2 separate regions of the Sus scrofa genome follow, and region 2 is linked to region 1. The links are chromatin contacts, called in public Hi-C maps. All regions are on one chromosome and are shown on one strand. The core of a region is the stretch at or near the end of the contact, and the rest is flanking DNA. Distances in the headings are between cores, read along the strand shown.

Evidence for each region. A called contact is a pair of places that touch in the nucleus more often than the background predicts.
Region 2: a contact with region 1 is called in a Hi-C map of liver, with 2.6 times the contacts expected there. The contact joins the promoter of PEMT here to the promoter of SREBF1 in region 1. A contact is called at or near these places in 2 of 5 promoter capture datasets (both in liver), 1 of 47 Hi-C or Micro-C datasets (liver) and 1 of 2 datasets of contacts at active chromatin or transcription factors (alveolar macrophages).

The regions. Positions count from the first base shown.
Region 1 is chr12:60,732,674-60,735,373 of Sscrofa11.1, reverse strand. SREBF1 (sterol regulatory element binding transcription factor 1) reads right to left here and starts at 1,407. Exons shown (of 19, transcript NM_214157.1): 1 at 1,307-1,407. The coding sequence starts at 1,397.
Region 2 is chr12:60,878,972-60,881,671 of Sscrofa11.1, reverse strand. It overlaps PEMT (phosphatidylethanolamine N-methyltransferase), which reads right to left and starts at 1,305. Exons shown (of 7, transcript NM_214365.1): 1 at 1,296-1,305.

The DNA.
Region 1 (2,700 bases), core at 158-2,657:
GCCTGGTCCTCCTCTCAACCCTCATTCCTGGGGACCTGGAGACTCTCGGGTGCTGCCAGCTCTGCATTCCGCAAGGCTGCAGGAGGGCAGAAGTGGGGGCTTAGCTCTGTCCATTTTGCTAACCCCCGGGGCTGTAAGCAGGCTTGAGCTGTGGTTTCTCAGGCGGGCCCGTGCTTGGTGGGACCAAGGAGAGAAGCAGGCATGTGATACCCGGGGGGGCCACAGGCTCCAAGGACACGTGCATCCAGGTTGTGGGAGGTTTGAGTCCTGTGCTCTTGCCCTGTTTTCTCATCAACCGACAGCAAGGAAGCCAGCGTGGCCGAAACTGCCCAGCAACCATGGAGGCAACTCGCTAGGGCCTGGGACTGCGTGCTGCACAGCCAGGCAACAGCCTCCCAACTGTCCCTGCTGCGCCTTCTCTGCAGAACAACCAGAGCGGTGCTTCCACAGCTAAGTGAGCGGCGCAGCTGCCCCCTCCTCTCCTTGGCCGACCTCCCTCGGCCAACCTGCCTAGCCTCACCTCCCGGGCATCTCTAAGTCCTCGCCATGCTTGCCGGACGACATCCTTCCTGGCTGGTCCGGGATGACCCACAGGTCTCACCCCACCGATCCCCACGAAGCTGCTGCCCAGCCCCTGAGCTACCACAAGGTGTAACTAAACATCCACGTATGGGTTTCCCTGGGGATTTTTGTGCTCCCAAGAAAAGGGGGGCCCAGGTTTGTCTGTGAACCCCTGGTGCCTGGGACGGGGCCTGATATTCAGCGGAGGCTCGATAAATGCGTGCCCACGCCGGCTGCGAGAACCGGACGCGGGCGGGCAAGGGCGGGAGGACGCCTGCGCGCATGCGCGAGGGCTCCAGCGCCGAGCTGAACTCTCGGGCCGGAGGGAATGACCGAGAGTAACCTCCCGCTGACGTCACGGCTGAGCGGGGGCGGGGCCTCGGCGACGCCCGGATCCCAGGCTCCCGCCGAGGCCGCCTCTGGGCTGAGGCTTCACAGGTCGCGGGGCGCGGCCCGGGACGGCCGGAGGCGCACGTGCCCGGTGCCGGGCCTCCCAGGACCCGGCGCGGCCCGAGACTCCAGGGCGGGCGCGGGAGGGTCCGCGCGGACAGGACAGCGAGGCCGGCGGCGCTCGGCCCAGGGACGCGGAGCGCCCCGAGCGCCCCGCAAGGAGTCAGCGCCCCGGCCCCCGCTCCGCGCCCGCACCCCGCGCCCCCGGCGCCCGCATCCCCCGCCACCCAAGAGACAAAGGCGAACGCAGCCTGCGCGCCGCACTTGCGCGGAGCCCGGTGGGTCCCTGACGCACCTTCGATGTCGGTCAGCAGCGCCGCGTCCAGCTCGCATGGCTCGGCCAGCGCCTGCTCCAAGGCTGCCTCTGTGAAGGGCGGCTCGTCCATGGCGCAGTCGCCTCCTCCCGGCGGCCCGCCGGGACCGCCGCAGCCGCTCTGCGCGTTCGCGTCACGCCCTGGCCTCGGTGGGGCCCGGCGCCCGAGAAAAGTTCCTCGGAAACTGGGTTCCCCCGCGGCGGCTCTGCGGGCGGGGCGGGGCGGGGCCTGGACTTGCGGGGAGGCTCCGCCCCCAGCGGACGGGCCCGCCCCACCTGGGGAAAGCCGAGATCCCGGCCGCGTCTGTCCCGCACACCCGCCGCGCCGGCCCCTCCATCCAAGTGGGGTGCCGACTCCTGCGGGGCTGGGGCAGACCCCGGCCTCTCCAGCACCAAGCGAGGGGGCCGAGTGGAAGCCGCAGGACTGGGTCCCTCCCAGAGATCTCCGGACCTGGGGAGGGAGGGAGGTGACCCTACAAAACCCACATCCGTGGTCTGGCTCTTTAGAAGACAGACCACCCAAGTTCAAGCTCTAAGACCCGCTGTGCGGCCTCGGGGCCCGTTACGTCAGCACTGTGTGCCTCGGTTTCCTCAGCTGTGACCGCCTTGATGACACCTGCACAAGGTCACAGCCACTCAGGGCAGCAACAGGGCTGGGGCCTGGGGCTATCTGACCCCCATCTTGGTACCTGTCCCCAGGAGCAGTCGGGATGAGGAAGGGGCAGACTGCTTTAGACCCGGGCCACCTTGCCCTAGGTCATGACACGTGGAGGGCCAGGTCCGAGGAGGCAGCCCGGCTGGGGAGGGAGGTCCTGTGGGTTGGGGGCGGAGCTGGGCGGCGGGGGAGGCGGTCTGAGTAAGCCAGAACTAACATTCAGGTTCTGGAAGTGGGAAGGCTGCCTGTGCGAGAGGGCAGCCACGGAGACGACCCCCGCCTCGGGGGAGTGCAGCCATCCTGAGTCCTGCTTCGCTCAGACTGCACACCCTCCGAGGGGGTAAAAGGAGTGGAACACTTTGGACTGGAGGGGCGGGGTGCTCGGGCCACGAGAGGCCTTGGAGGTCCAAGTCCCGGGGGTTCAGCCTAGACACGCAGGGCTCTTTGTGCCCCTCCCAGAAGTAGCTGCTGTGGAAAATTACCCAGAACCGGGGTGGCCAGGGCCGGGATATCCAAACCACATCTGTCCCCCCAGTGGCCCTGCTCAAGGATCTCCCAGCATGGCACTCCAGATGAATTAATGCTGGGGAACGGGGGATCCCCCTTCTCGGCCCCCTGCATCCTGCCGCCCCTGGCCCCACCACCCCAAGTAGGAGCCAAGCACCCAGAAGTCTTGTGGATCTGGTGACTCTCCTGAAAATCTTTCCCCGTGCGAGTCAAG
Region 2 (2,700 bases), core at 56-2,555, 150 kb before region 1:
TGCCTAGCAGTCATCTTTTTTTCTTTATGCAGCAGCTCCTGTGGCACATGGAAGTTCCCAGGCGAGGGGTCTCATCTGAGACGCAGCTGCTGGCCTACCCCACAACCACAGCAACGTGGGATCGGAGCCACACCCGCGACCTATGCTGCAGCTTGCGGCAAGGCTGGACCTCAACCCACTGAGCGAGGCCAGGGGTTCAACCCACATCTTCACAAACACTGTGTCGGTTTTTACCCCGCTAGGCCACCCCAGGAACTCCCAGCAGTCATCTTCTGATGTGGGATTGCCCTGGGGGGGGGGGGGTCCCAGCAAAAACTCCTAGAGATCCCGGCCCCTCCCTTACTTCTCCCGACAGACCCTCAGAGCTGCTGAGGGGCTGCTTCCTGGGCTACAGTCCTCAGTAAGGCCCCCAAATGAAACAGAGCTCAACTCTGAGGTTTTTGTCCCAGGTCTCTGCACCTGGCTCTAAATCGGGACCCGCTGGGCTGGGGACTGGACTGGAGCTGAGACCTCTGGGGACTCCACGGAGGACGCTGACGCTGACAGGTGAAGGAAGTGGCTCAGAGGCGGCTCCGAGCGCGGGCGGGACAGCGCGGGGGCGGCGGGCCCCCGGCACCGGCCCCCCCCGCGCCGCCCCTCTCGTGCGGGTCTCGGAAGAGAAGGGGCTGCTCCAGCGGCTCCGGGCGCCGCCTCCCCGCAAGGGCTCGCGCAGCCCCGCCCCGCCCCGCCCCGTTGCCTGGTAACGGAAGCCCCGCCCCCGGCCCGCCCCGCCCCGTCGCCTGGTAACGGCAGCCCCGCCCCCAGGAGTCGGAGGCAGCGAGGCCAGCCGCGGACCTGGAGGGCCTGGCGAGCCCTCTCCCGCCCAGCGGCCGGCGCGGTCGGTACCTGCCTGAGGTCCAGGTTGCCGAAGCCCCCGCAGCAGTCGGGCGCCGCCCCCGGGTCCCGCATGGTCCTCGCTCGCCGGAGCCCCCGGCCGCGGGCCGCCTTGCAGGGGTTGCCGCGCGGGCCTCGCGGGAGCCCCCGGCCCGCAGAACCGGCCCCCATGGCGGCCCATGAAGCGCCGCCGGCGGGGCGCTTTCCCGATGACCCCCGCTTCCTTGGCCTTCTGGGAAATGTAGTCCCCGTTTCCGCGCAGGGCCGCGCTCCCGGGCTCGCGCAAGCCTCTCGCGGAACCGAGACCTACTACAAATCCCAGGGCCGCGCGCTGCGGCGCCCGCCAGTCCCGCGGCGGCCTCGAGGCCGCCGGGCTCGGTGTCCCCTCGGCCCCCGGCTCCCCACCTGTCCTGCCAACTGACCTGGTGTCCCTGTCCTTGGCCGGCGGCGGGCTAGAGGCCGGCGGCGGCGGGTCGTAGGCTTAAGTAGCGCTCTGCGCAGCCCCTGCGGACCTGGACTTTGGCCGGCTCGGCCCCCCGCCCCTCCTGAGGCTGCCTGTGCCTGGGGGCGGGCACTCCCCGCAGCTCCCGCCCCGCGGTTGGCGACCCTCCTCCACTCCCCCTCGAGCACTCACCGGGGCTGCCCTCGTTGTCGCCTGGGGGAAGAGCGCCTAGCAGGAAAAGCGGGGTGTGTTGGGGGGAGGGGGCTGGGTCGGATGGTCACCGGGGCCCCTGCCCTGGAATGCTTCGGGAAGGTCTCAGAGGGAGGCCTGAGTGCAGGAGGTGCCAGACATGCAAACTGCAGGGGCAGGAAGAGAGACCACCTGTGCAGGTGCCTGGAGACCGGAGGGGTCCTTCTGGAATCCGGAAAAGGCTGGAGTAGTGGTGGACGGGAGATAGGGGGAACGACGGAGTTCGGAAAAGTAGGTGGGGAGTTCCCGTCGCGGCGCAGGGGAAAGGAATCCGACTAGGAATCACGAGGTTGCGGGTTCGATCCCTGGCCTCGCTCAGTGGGTTAGGGATCCGGCGTTGCCGTGAACTGTGGTGTAGGTTGCAGTCGTGGCTTGGATCCCGCGATGCTGTGGCTCTGGCATACGCTGGCGGTACAGCTCCGATTGGACCCCTAGCCTGAGAACCTCCACATGCCGCGGGTGTAGCCCTAAAAAGACAAAAAAAAAAAAAAAAAAGGAAAAGAAAAGTAGGTGGGATTTTGGATGGTTTGGTCCCAAGACAGCCCCTTTGAGCTAGGTGCCATGTACCTGGGAAATGGAGATTCCCTTGTCTGGGATGGGAGCCCAGGCAGCCCCTCTGTAAAGCCAGCTCTCCCTGATTCAAGCCCACTTCTCACCCCTTGGCCCTCAGCACCGGCCGGTCTGGAGCATTTGTGAGCAGACCCGGTGTGCGGGCCCCTGCGGTGGCCTCCGCAGCATCCCTAGGATAGGCAGGCCCACGGTGAGACAGGAAGGACACTGGCCTGGGGGCGAGCACTGGCTCTCGGACTGCAGACAACTTTCGTGTCCTCGAAAGTGAAAAGGAAATACCTGTTGGTAAAACCCATCACGCGGACCAGTGGGAAGTGCTTAACAACCACTGGGCATGACTGGGCTGCGCGCACGGCAGGCGCTGCAGGACCGGTGTGCCCACTGACCACCGCTCGTCATGCTCCCGCTCAGGGAGTCCAGGCAGAACCAGAGCCAATTCTGGGGGGCCTGCCAAGGGGGAAGGGCCCCCAGCCAGCACCACCCACCCAGGCCCGTTTTCTCCCTGCCTACGCCCGTTCTTTTATTAAGCCAGAGAAATTGGGTTTTGTGTGTGGTTTGTCTGGGAA